Linked DNA regions of Hordeum vulgare: region 2 is linked to region 1. A link is a contact called in public Hi-C data. All regions are on one chromosome and are shown on one strand. Each heading gives the region's core, a stretch centred on a gene start, on an enhancer-like site or on the middle of the called end of the contact. The rest is flanking DNA. Distances are from core to core; before and after follow the strand shown.

Region 1 (6,591 bases), core at 1,919-4,418:
ATGTATTTTGTGTTCTTCCATGTTACAATTGTGGCCGCATCTTTGGTTGTGTAGGCATTCCAATCTTTGGAAGCCTTCAAGGCCCGTCACAAGGACAAGTCGTTTATTCTCACACATTGTTCGAGCTCATAAAAGATTGCCCCAAGTTCAAAGACCAATATGCCGCTCGTAAGAAGAAAGGCGGGAAGGCGGTCAAGGCCGACGAGGGAGACTTTCTCAAGAGGCCGAGGGGGAATACAAGCTCAAAGCCCGCCGAGAAGCGTGATGTGGATTCTATAGCCTTGGAAGGAACATTGGAGAACATGATGAGCCAAAAGAAAGTGATGGAAGAGAGAAGGAGCAAAGTGAAGGAGGAGAAAATGAAGATCTACCTAGATCTCCAAACGAAGAAGCTTGAGAAGGAGGAGGTCGTGAAGAGGAGGAAGCTTGTCATCGGGGAGGCCACTCAAATCGAGAAGCTTGAGATCGATGCAACCAATGCTGAGACCAAATAAAAAGAGGTGACACTCGCCTTCATGAATGTAGACAAGAACAACATGTCACCGGAGGCGGAGGCTTGGTTCGTGAACTGGCAAAGGGAGATGCTCACTCACGACGACATGAACTAGGTGAGATCTCGACCGGTTCGCCGGACGCTGGCTTCGTTGCCGGCGCCAAAAACTTGTCCATTTTGAAGGATGGCTTGTGTGCCGGCCGCTGCTTTGTTGGGGGGCCCAAAACTTGTGCATTTTGATGGCTGGCTAGTGTGTCGGCTGCTGGCTATGTTTCCGGCATGAAATTTGGGTGACCATTATGTAGAGCGTTGGCTTTGTTGTCGGTCGGCATGAACTCGCAAGAACACATCCGTCGTCGTGAACTACCGCCATTGCATTTAGCTACATCCTTTGTTCAATTCGGTTTTTTGCATGCACGAGGACGATATGCGGTCGAAATGCAGGGCCTCGCGTTGGACACACGACCGGAGTATCCACAAATCCTGACGGACACGGCCCCATTGCCACCCCAATCAGACAAAAAGTGAAGGAAACACACGTTCATTTGGGGTCGTGCGTTGGAGTTGGCCTAAAGGAATGATCCGCTGCACCGTCCATGTGACACGTGCCTCACCACGTACCAACAACCTGCCCATGCTTCTCCCTTATCCTTTCATCTCGAGAAACAAGAGAAGCCACATGTAGTATGCGCTAGCAGCACAACCCAGCGAGGTGGTCCTCGACTAGCCATGAGCCCGAGTCTTCGGTTGGCCGCCATGGTGCTCCATTATAGTAGGGGGTTGGGTGCGGTTGCCACCTTGGCGAGCCACGGTCGGATGCAGTTTCCATTGTTGCCGCCTGCCTCTACCACGTCGCCCACCTTACCGGAGCAAAGGAGCGGCCATGCGACCTCGTCGGAGGTCCATGGCTCGTCGGCGACGGGGACGGGCGGCGCCTCTCCTTCCTCGGCATCGTTTGACACAACTCTCCGTGAACGACAATGATGTTGCAAGAAAATTTTCTACAGCATTAGTTATGTTTCAAAACAGTTTAGTTAAAAAACCATGCAACATTAGCTTTGTTGCAGAAAAATTTCTGCAACAATATATATGTTGTAGAAGTTCTGAAACATGAACCCTATTGCAACCGTTAGAACGAAACATCATCCTTGTTGTAAAGCTGATAGTTTAACCTAACGACCATCCCATATTGAATACAATGGCTCGCGAGGCGATGAATCTCTTAAAAAGATTCACCGACGGACGCGTAAGGTTGCCCTTTTTATTAACATGAAAAGCTTATATTCAATTAGAAGCACCTTGTAGAGGAAAGTGTGAATGGACTCACACTTGACCTGGAGAGAATATCTCTAGCAAGGCGAAGACATGTGTAACAAGAAAGGCGCCCAACGACTCTAGCGAGTCAGCATACCACGACGGTCGTGAAGCAGCAAGTGAACAAGCCCTTTTTTCATTTTTTTCTTCGTATCATCTTTTTTATTTTAAGTCGGTTTTATTTTAATTTGAAAATTCTTCACTAATTCGAAATAATATTCGAGAATGGAAAAAGAATCATGAACTAAAAATAAGTCATGAATTAAAAATATTTTTTCAAATTAAAAAATGCTCCCTAAAATCTTTGCGACTTACAAAGTAAGTTTGTGAACTCAAAACAATTATCAAATTTGATTTTTTTATGAATTTTAAAAATTTCCCAAATTGAGAGATGCTCAGAACTTCTTAAAAATGTTCATAAATTTAAAAAATATTCACACATATAAAATATATTCATGAATTCAAAACAGAACTGTGTATTCAAGAAATATTTGCTAATTCACAAAAAATCATGAATTAAACAAATGTTAAAGAATTCAAATTTTATGAGTTAAAAATATGATCCCCAATTCAAGGAATGTTCCTGAATTTGAAAAAACACAAGTGCATTCAAAAGTGTTCACGTATGCAAGAAGATTTACCAATTTAGAAAATGTTCATATTCAAAAAGTGTTCAAGTAGTCAAAACAAAATTTTAATTGAAAAATGATAACGAATTAAAAAAATGTTAATGAATTTTCAAAATACAAACGAATTGAAAAAGATCGCATATTCAAGAAAAATTCGCTAATTAAAAAATATTCATGAATTCAAAAAGATCACATATCCCACAAAAACTCACTAATTCAAATAGTGTTTGTAAATTGAGAAAAATGAATGAGAATTCAACAAAAGTTCAAGAATTCAATATTTTGTGAACTAAGAAATGATCACCAATTCAAAAAATGTCCATGCATTCAAAAATCATCATTGAATTAAAGAATGTTCATGTGTTCAAGAAAATTTGCCAATGATAAAATGTTCATGAATTCGAATTTTTTTATAAATTCAAAAGACAATGAATTTAAAAAAATCACGTATTGAAAAAATGGCTTTGAATATTAAAATGTTCATGGATATGAAAAATGTTCATGGGTTTAAAATAATATTCATGAATTGAAAATATTCACGAATTTAGGAAAAGTTAAAACTTTTAAAGGTAAAAATTCGAAAATGTTCCTTACTTTTGAAAATAAAAAAATTGGAAGAAAAAAAAGAAAAAAAAAGTAACAAAGAAGGAAAAAGACCGAAGTTAGGGTGCCAAAGAAAACCTGAAGAACCCCCGCTGGCCCCGCATAGCGAGATTTACTTGGCCGGCCCACTTTGAGCGCCCTGTTGGTAAGAGCAGCAGCGGAGACAGGCCCCAGGCAGCCCGGCCTGCTGCATGTGGCGTAAGGCTTCTTTCCTTCTGTTACTGTAGCGATCAATGTAGCTACAATGGTACAGTGCATCAAGGAATAGGCACAGCACGAAAAAACACGTTTTTTATTTATTTTATCGCGAGAGGCACGTTTTTTTCGTGAATTTTTTTTCGTCAAAACCTATCACTATCGGATCTAGTTTTAAAAATCTCGACGCCAGAAACCCAACAGAGAAAACGGGTCGAAATTTGAACGCACGGTCTAGGAAATGAAACATTTTAAAAATACGGATCTACGAGAAATGAAAAACTCCGAGGTAGCAACACACATATAAGACGTCACTTGTCGCAACGTGAAGAGGTAAGAGTGATTTTTAAATGGTGTATTCCTCGGTTAGTGATTTAGCGTGTTGGTGACTCCCTCAGGTTGAATAATAATTAACATTTTTTAAGCTCTCGACAGTGGGGTAAGCCCCCACTGATTTCAGTTCATCAATAGAAGAGTGTACAAGTTACAAGAAGTATTTACATCACACAAGGGGGAGGGGGCAGGGAAGACAAAATGAAAACAAGCCTAGGAGGACAAGACTAGGAGGTGCTGGCTAGGAATAGTTCGATGAAAGGGTGTAGCCCTTCCTTGGTTACGTGTTTCATGAGAGCAAAGTCCTCCTTAAACCTGGTCAACCAAGAAGCATGAGACAACATAATCCCTGTGAAATGTTTATTGTTGCGTTCTTTCCAAATCTCCCATGCAGTCACGGTAAATATTTCCAAGAACAATGGCCTCGTCCATTCGCTTCTCCCAGCATGAAGCAACTGAAATCGGTTCCCATCAGCTGGCCAAGCAATCCCAAAGGAGTCCCAACAGGTAGCACTGAATGGACACTGGAAAACGGTTGCTCAAGTGTTTCATCCGGGGGGTTAGAGCACAACAAACAAGTGTGGATATTACCCTACAGTGGGACGTTATGCCTTCTCAACATATCCCTCGTGTTGATTCGGTGGGCCAGGAGCAACTACGCAAAGAATTTCCACATCATTGTGCATTTTGATTTCCATCGCCAAGAAAACTGATCATCAGCCTGCATGTCATAAATGCAATGGGTGTAATATTTGCTAGCCTAGAACTGTGATCCACCCCAAGTACAGATCAATTTGTGAGGCCGTTCTAGGTCAATGGCCATGTCTTGAACCTCTACCGGTATGTCCTGGACCTCTAGTCTGTCCTGCGGTGAGAGCGGAAGGAGGAAGTTTTCTCCAATGGCATGGGTCGTCAAAATATTTCTGACGAACACAACTTCTGTCCTGGCAAATGAGAAGGCCCTTGGATGTCTTTCAGACAAAATATCATGACACCATAGGTCTTCCCAAAACAAGGTTGTAGATGGATCTCCAATCTCCACATGTGTGACCCCTTTGTAAATTGCCGACAACTGAAGAATGTCACGCCACCAAAACGGTCCACATGCAACGGATGCGTGCGGTATCCTGTTCTGATAGTAGGCAGTCCAGACCAAGGTGACACACGGGACATGAAGTCTGTTGTAAGACTTATGCATTTGTTTAAGGACAAGCCCTCGATTTTGAACTTTGAGATCCAATATACCAAGCCCGCCCGTGCATTTTGATCCGCACACAATATCCCTTGGCGCCACATAGTGTTAGTAAAGCTTGTGAGGTGTTCCAAGATTTTCATGGGAATTCTGATGGAGCATATATTGCGTAGATGGCCAGTGAGGTAACGACAAAGTTGACCAACGTGAGCTTAGGCTGGTCATAGTGAAAAGTATCATATAGTAGTATCATGCATATGATACTATGGTATGATACCACCTTTATAATGCATAGTATCATAAACTAGTATCATAAATGGTCTAATTTATTGATATGCAAGACACATAGTAACATAACATTTAACATGTTACGGTATCTAGCTATGTTACTTTAACCCCCTCTCTCTTCTTTAATTGTCTGCCACATCAGCATGTTTACTAGTCCCATGATTATGATACTACTTAAGTTACTTCCACTATGGCCAGCCTTAGAGCCATAATCTAGTAGGGATGTAGTTATGGTGTGCCTCCTTTGCACGGAAGCAACGAGATGCATTAGATCGTTGACAGAGGGACGGGTGGTGCCCATTGGCAACCCCAAGTAGGTAAAAGGCAAGGTCCCAATTTCACACCCAGACAGAGATGCAAGGATGGGCACACGATCCTCATGCACATTGAATGGGACTATGGTGTATCTCTGGAAGTTGATCCTTAGTCCAACTTCCATGGCATATTTCTGCAAAATGTTTTTCATGTGGATCACTTGCTCTTCCTTCGCCGACACGATCACAATCGTGTCATTGGCGTATTGTATGTGAGGGTAATCACTATCATGAGATTGGTCTAGCAATCAAACATCTTGCATGAGCATCATTGATGTCCGCTTGTAAAATATCCGCCGCGAGTACGAAGATAAGCGGGGAGAGTGGGTCTCCTTGACACACCCCTCATCGACAGAAAAATTGTCTCCCGAGTGTTTCATTCAACAACACTAATGATTTATCAGAAGAGAACAAGCATTAGATCCAATCGAGCCATCGATCATTAAAACCCATGTGTTTCATGATCCCTGACATCATGAGTGTTCGATAATATCGAACACTTTGGCAAATTCAAGTTTCATAATCAGAATCTCATTCCCTGACGCCTCACATTGGTGGATGAGTTCGAATGCCCATGCTAGGCAGTCCTCGATGGACCTACCTTTCAAAAATCCATATTGGTTACACTCAATGATTTTGAGGATCACTTTCTATAGAGGGTTGGCTAGCAATTTAGTCAGAAGTTTGAGGCAACAATTTAATATAGTGATGGGTCAATAGTCATTGGGGCCTTTCGGCGATTGGATCTTAGGGGTTAGAGTGATGAAGCCCAAATTTATCCTTTCTAAGTCAAGATTGCCCTCGTGAAAAAATGCACATAGCTTGTAAAAGTCACTTTTAATGATGTGCCAGCAGCTCTTGAGAAAATAACCGTTAAGCCCCTCTTGCCAGGAGCTCTGTCAGATGGTAACTCACAAACCACGTGGGCAATCTCCTCTTCTGCGAAAGGCACTATGAGCTCATCAAGACCTTCTATTTGCTTGGTGATTCTAGGTAGATCAAACTGTATTTCCACTAGATCAGATTTGCCGAGTCGATTCTTGTAGGTTTGCTAGAGGACAGATTTTTGCCCAACATGATCATGCGTTGGAGGGAGGCAATGGAGTTTATGTGAAACCTCTCTGTGACCACAGTGTGGAAGAATTTGTGTTGTCGTCCCCGAACTTAAAGTGTCTGACGGTGAATCTCTTTTGCCAATAGATTTTCTTGTAATTCAATAGAGTGAGAAGG
Region 2 (6,826 bases), core at 1,228-3,727, 600 kb before region 1:
GTTTTTGAAAAACATATTTTTTTAGTAAACTTAAAAAATATGAATTACAAGCAAAGTTCATTGATCCAAAAAAATTAACTGATAATAACTATTCAAGTGTTCAAAAATTGTATCATCAAAACAAAAAAAATGTTTTTGAATTATAAAAAAATGTTCCTCCAATTTTTGGAAATATTTGTCGATTCAGAAAATATTCTCTGGTTCGTAATAAACATTCACTGGTTTCACAAAAGATGTCCATTTTTTCCAAAAATGTTTGGCAACTTGAAAAATATGTTCATCAATTCAAAATATGTTCCCTAAAATTTGAAAATAATCGTGAATTATATAATATATAAGAGGTCAAAGAATTTTTATAATTTTCAGAAAATTGTTCATGATATGAGTAAGTATGTTCATAAATTCAAGAAGATGACCGAAAAAAGTAGAAAATAAGGGATAAGTATAATAAAAGAAATAAATGAATAAAATAATGAAAAAGGAAGAGCAGAACATTTAGTTAAAATAAAAAATAAAAAATAAACAAAAAGGTAAGCGATAAAATGAAAAGGGAAAGGAAAAAAAGAACGATAAAACAAAAACTAAGAAAAAAAAGACCGGTGGGTAAGGAACCCCGAAATAGGCCGGCCCAAAAAGGAGCAACGTTGTCGGAGGTACGCGCCAGCTAGTTTGGAGGCGTACGCGCTAAATAGGAGTTTCCCTATAATTCCTTCGGGAGTACAAAAAAGTTTAAATCATTGGGCCAACCCAGTAACGGCTTGCTAAACTCTGCACTGTTTTTACAACCTAAGTGCTCTGTGCAGTTTTAATTATTTAAAAAATAGTGTATACTGCAAGATGATGTACTCCTCCGTCCCATAATTTAAGAGGATTTGCAAGCTATCTTAGCTTGCGGAAACGTATTATTTTATGAGAATAGTTTGCAAAACGTGTTATATTATGAAACGAAAGGGATAACTATTTAAAAAATTGTTAGCGTAAGCACATAAAATAATAATTTGACGGTCGTATGCAGAAACCAGTCCGGCACCACACATTTTGACCTTCGTACTAGCAGATATGCTCATCACTTTCTCCCATACCTCTCTGCCGTATAAGTTGTCTGTATGTTCTTAACCAGATATTGATATCGTTTTGCAGTTCTGGCCAGGTAGACCTGACCTCCACTGCCTGCACCACTCCTACTTTCAACTCGACCGTATATATGCTGGCATGCTACTGAAACTGTGTCCTGTGGTTTGCCAATTAGCTTTCACCTTTCAGATGCAGCTCTGCACGACTGCACCTCCACTGCCTGCAGATGTCTCCTCTGAGCTCTGAACATTTGGGCACTCGCCTCGGCTTGCAGATACTACTCTACCTGAGAGCACAAGACCCTGTCGATGAGTGAGAGTTATCACGTCCCAGGGAGCTGTCTGCACTGCAGATATTGCTTTGCGCAGACGACGAATCAACTTAGCTTGATGATCAGCCTCAAGCCCGTTCATCAACGCATTCCTTCGCGACCGAGAGGCCCACATGCCTGCAACGACGAGGAGGAGGTGAGATTGGACGTCCCAGACTCCCAGCCTTTCCAAGCACGCGTGCATCGCCATAGCATACGTGTTCGACTCGGACCGCGAGAAAGCAAAGCTAGCGGCAATGGCAATGGTGAAGTTACGTGCACCAATCTTCACCTTTGCTCCTGGGCCCTGCGTCTGCATGGCCACGTCTCACGCGCACATGCATGCATCAGCATGGCCGATCATGCACTCGAAACAACCAAGAATTCTGACGCAGCGGCCGATTTGACGGCGGGGTCAAACGGGCAGTCGACCTAGCATGAGCAGATCAGCCCCGCCGGCCGTCTAATCGCCCAGAGGTAATGCGCTGCGAATGCATCATGTAGATGTAATCCTTTATCCCTCCTCGCTTTGCTCCCCTGTTCATGTGCCATCGGGTGTGTACTTACCAGACTTTCCTGTTCAGTTATCAAATCAAACTGTTTAAAAGATAGATGGGTCTAAAGCATGCTTTCGTTTCCTGTCAAGTGTCAACTGTCATTACGTGCGCGTGGCGATGCCCGTGCATAACCGAGCCCGTGCACCTGCGCGGTTGTCGTGCTTTTTTTTTTTTTTTTTTTTACCGAACAGCTGGCTAACGTTCGATGTGAGGAGTGACATTTCACATTTGCAAACATTTTTACTGTTAGTTTTTTGAAGGTGCATGCATGGCATTTTTTCAGTGACGCATGTCAGTTCTGAGAGGAATGAAAATTTAAGGCAAAAAATAAGAAAAGCTGCAATCCTTTGATCTCGTGTGACAGCTAAAACTCCCAGCAAAATGTGTTCGTTTGGGATCGTTCTGTACGGAACGTCAGCGAGATAGCATTATCGTTTTTTTTTTCTTTTCTTTTCTAGAGAGAGCGCTAAAGCAAGGCTCTGCACTGGTGGGCCGATATGGGCCAGGCTTGCCCGTCCAACAGCGGAATCCACTCCGGCGGTTTCCACTGTGTGTCCCTTTCTTGGACTCGAAGCACGAAGCCGACGTGATGACATTCGCTGTGCGAGCTTTAGTTGGAGCGGTCTTTCGTCCGCTTCCACGAAAGGCTTGCACCCGCTTTCCCACGTAAAACCTCGGTCTGTCCGCTCCGGCATCTCATCTCCCCATCGCCTCCGTCCGGTCGCTTTCTCCCTCCCCTGCCCGACGACGCTGTTCACGCGCGCGGCTTATCGCCGGGGAGGCGGGACACGCGGGCCACCGCGTAAAGGCTCACCCAGGAAGAGCCGGGCCGGGCAGCCCCAGAACCGAAACCAAACCAAACGTTCGGCGCCGTCAGGCGAGGCGAGGCAACCAGCCAACAGTAAAAGCAGCAGCAGCAGCGGCGCTCGCGCGAACCCAGGGGCTCGGGGGTGGTCTCGCCGAGAATCGATCGAGCCTGCACGGCTTTGGAGGCGTACGTACTGGAGCTCCTGTGCGCAGGCGAAAGGGGGGGAGGGGAGGAGGGGAAAAGCCCCGCTCGCCGTCGTAAGGCTGCGCGGCCCGTACGGCGGTGACGTGCTCGATGTGCCGCCTTGACCCCTCCGCGCGGGGATGCGTGCTCGCCGGGGGAGGGCACGTCGGACGTGCTTCGTTCTCGCTTTGGTTGGTTGGCCCCCGTCCCTGCGTCGTCGAGGATCGCGCCGGCGCGATAGGGTTTGCCGCTCTGGGCGTTACAGGAATCTGCTTTCGGGAGATGTGGTGCCGCGCGCGCCTCGGGATCCGAAACCCGGCATTGTTTTGTTTGTGGCAGTGGCAGGGGCAGTGGCAGTGACAGGGGATCCGTTGGCTGCGTGACATTGCAGGGTGGTGGTGGATTGTTCCAAAACCAATCGGTTCGTGTGGATAGATTCTTGCCTCCCTAGCGTAGGTAGATGTGCATTTGCTTCTTTTAATCGGCTTAAGCACCAAGCAAAGGCAGCGGGTTTGTCTCCTAATCATTGGCTTTATAAACCGGGGATTAACTCGTGGAGAAGCAACTCAAAGGTACTCTCATGGCTGCATATGCTACTATAATGCTAATCAGGTGCGGCGTACACTACTTCCACGTAGTGTCCATTATTCTGTTTGGGCTAAACGAATGGGATCCGGCAGTCCATCACCACACATAATTACACATAATAAGCTAGCTAAAACTAGCATAATTAAGAGTTTTTTTTTTTGGCCATCACACCAGACCGTTGCATACGGAAACAAGCCCTTTATTATTGGCCACGACAGTCTTCGCTAACTCCTCAAGATTACCAGTCTTCGCTAACTCCAGGCCCTCTTCCGTTCACATGATTTGTAATCTAAAAATAAGAAAAACTTGCGAAGAGCGGCATACATTGTGTGATGGTTTCTCTATCATTGATCTTTCCATAGTCATGTTCTCCTATTATTGATCGTTTCATAGACAGGTCAACGATGATGTGAACACGAGGCTCTAGTAAATGATGATATGAACTCTGTGAGATTCTTTTGAATGAATTGTTTGACGTTGAAAAATAAGGTAACTGGTGCGGTAAAGGAATTCTTCTCTACATGGGTTACGTGAGAGTATGTGAATGATATTTATCGTTGTTATTATTCCTAAAGTTCAAAACCCAGCAAAACTGACAGATTTTTGCCCTATTGGCCTCTCCAATGTAATCTACGAGGTTGTTGCAAAGTTTTTGGTCAACAGATTACAACCTTTACTAGATATTATCATCTCCCCAACTCAGATTTCCTTCATACTAGTGAGAGTGATTACTTGTAAAGGCATCTCCAACACTGACCCTCAAATCGAACACCGCATCCGTCGACGGACCGGTCCGGACACTATTGCGGAAGACGACCATCCAACCATATTTCTCAAATTTATGTTTTTATTAACTGAAAAATACGGAAGCACACAATCTTCTGCCAAATTATTTCATTAAGCTAGTAACCTTCCGCTCGCTGCTAACATGTTATTACGTGATGCAGTTTCTAAGAAAAGTTTACTAACATAATGTTACCTTTGGGGTTGCCCATCACAAGGTGGTGAGGAGGCTTTTCATAGAATCCATAGCTCAGCCCATACCTACATATATCACGAGTGTCTTCAAGTTACCTTTGGGTTTATGTGATGATATTAGTCAGATGATTAGAAATACCGGTGGGGCATTAAGAAGGCGAAGTGGAAGGCACATTGGAAGTCTTGGGACGATCTTCTCACACCAAAAAATATGGGTATGATTGAGTTTCTAAACTTTCCTCTCTTTAATCAAGCCTTACTTGCACGTGAGTCATGCCGATTCCTTGCTATCCGAGACGCCTTGTGTGCAAGAGTATCGAGAGCAAAGTATTGCCCTAGTGGAAGGCTGGAGGATATAATGTTATTGGGGAATCCATCTTAATTGCAAGGGATAACATATGGACTGGAGTTGTTGAAAATTGGGATTGGTATGGCGCATAGGGAATGACACTCACTTGAGAATCTGGAGTGATTGGTGGATTCCCCAAAAAACACCTTACAACATCATCTCCCGAAAGAAGATGTAGATTGCATTGGGTCGATGAGCTGCTGGATATGAATGGTACATGGGAAGTTAATATTTTTCGTTAATACTTCTCGATACCCGATGTCTCACATGATATGAACACATGGTCGAAATGTTTTTCTCAAATGTTACACGACCAATCAGAGGTCGAGAGACCGAAGATTCTAACGATACTTTGAAGGTTCTCGATTGTTTGAAATGGGATAGTACATGGAAAGGTTGCATCACGAGTTTAACCTTCTGAATTTTTTCTTTGCGGCTGTGTTTCTTCTATCCCGAGACATACTAGTGGAAAACGGGCCTTTGGCCGGGACCCTTTAGTCCCGGCCTGCCTCTGGGTGAAGGCCCGTCCACGTCGCCCCAATTCTCAATGCCTCCCTCGAGGCTTTAGTCCCGGCCCGTAAGGAGCCTTTAGTCCTGGTTCGTGTCCCAAACCGGGACTAAAGGGCTACGCGGCGGGCAGTGGTGGTGGCAACCGTTCGTATCCCCCTTTAGTCCCGGTTGGTGGCTCAACCCGGGACTAAAGGACTAACACGTGGCCTGCCGTAGTGGTGGCAACCGTTGGTATACCTCTTTAGTCCCGGTTGGTGGGTCAACCCGGGACTAAAGGCCCAAACGGTTTGCATCCCGCGTCGTTTCGGGCGATGAAAAGCACGAACCGAAGCACACAGTCGCCATTTCTCTGTTTCTTCTTCTCTCTCGCTCTTGCTCTCTGTTCTTCTCCTCTCTTCTTCCCTTCTCTTCTTCCACCATGCCAACTAAATTTCTTAAGGTGCTCGCTCATGGCACGACCAAGCTCGATGTCGTGTACATGAACGAGAGCAGGGAGGTGCCGTTTTTTCTTCAACAGTTGAAGGAAAAATGGTTTGACGACGCAATGGAGCATGAGAAGTTCTTGGGGCTTGATCTGGAGTACACGGCCGATCAACGCGGTGTTGCCGTCATCCAACTATGCTTCGCACGCCATGTCTTGATCTTCCAATGGGCGAGGTAAGTTCTGAGGCTTTCTTTGATCCAAAATAATGACATTGTAAGTTTATTTGTTTCAATCATAGTTGGTTCCCTTCAAATAGTTGTAGTGAAACAATTTTGATTAGTTGAAGGGGAACACAATCTAATTGGAATAGTGTTCCATAATCTGAAAAATCGTATTAGAATCAACTAGTGTTTAATATGTTCCATTGGAATCATAGTTGGTTCCCTTCAAATAGTTGTAGTGAAACAATTTTGATTAGTTGAAGGGGAACACAATCTGATTGGAATAGTGTTCCATAATCTGAAAAATCGTATTAGAATCAAGTAGTGTTTAATATGTTCCATTGGAATCATAGTTGGTTCGCTTCAAATAGTTGTAGTGAAACAATTTTGATTAGTTGTAGTGAACACAATCTGATTGGAATAGTGTTCCACAATCTGAAAAATCTGATTGGTTCAATATGTTCCATTGAAATCATAGTTGTAGTGATACAATTTTATGCGGTGTTCTTTGATCCAAGGTTATGAAAATTGCATATAGCTAGTGATCTCTCTAGGTTCCATTGGATAGCAATATGATATGTCATAGTCATGAAAATTGCATATAGCTAGTGATCTCTCTAGGCTCCATTGGATAGCTATAGTGATCTCTCTAGGTTCCATTGCATATGTTCTATTTGAATCCTAAAGATAATTTTCTCTTTAGTTGTAGTGAAACATGTTTCCTTATTGCAGCAGTATGTAACATTTGTTCCATTTTAATTTGTTTCTGTTGCAGGAGTGACAATCATTGTCCAGAACTCATGGACTTCCTTCGCAGTGGCATC

The links. Hi-C and Micro-C count contacts between places; a contact is called where the count stands out from the background.
Region 2: a Hi-C map of leaf shows a contact between it and region 1, with 2.4 times the contacts expected there. The contact joins two enhancer-like sites. A contact is called at or near these places in 3 of 6 Hi-C or Micro-C datasets (leaf and seedling).

Annotation. Positions count from the first base shown.
Region 1 is chr6H:458,801,363-458,807,953 of MorexV3_pseudomolecules_assembly, reverse strand. No RefSeq gene overlaps it. Among protein-coding and RNA genes, the nearest start is that of LOC123405601, 15 kb to the right of the region's middle. Within about 2 kb of position 3,168, at least 3 of the 3 cell types and tissues checked have open chromatin away from gene starts, as enhancers often do. A contact at or near this core is called in leaf and seedling, where this site is marked.
Region 2 is chr6H:459,403,447-459,410,272 of MorexV3_pseudomolecules_assembly, reverse strand. No RefSeq gene overlaps it. Among protein-coding and RNA genes, the nearest start is that of LOC123404808, 270 kb to the left of the region's middle. Within about 2 kb of position 2,477, at least 3 of the 3 cell types and tissues checked have open chromatin away from gene starts, as enhancers often do. A contact at or near this core is called in leaf and seedling, where this site is marked.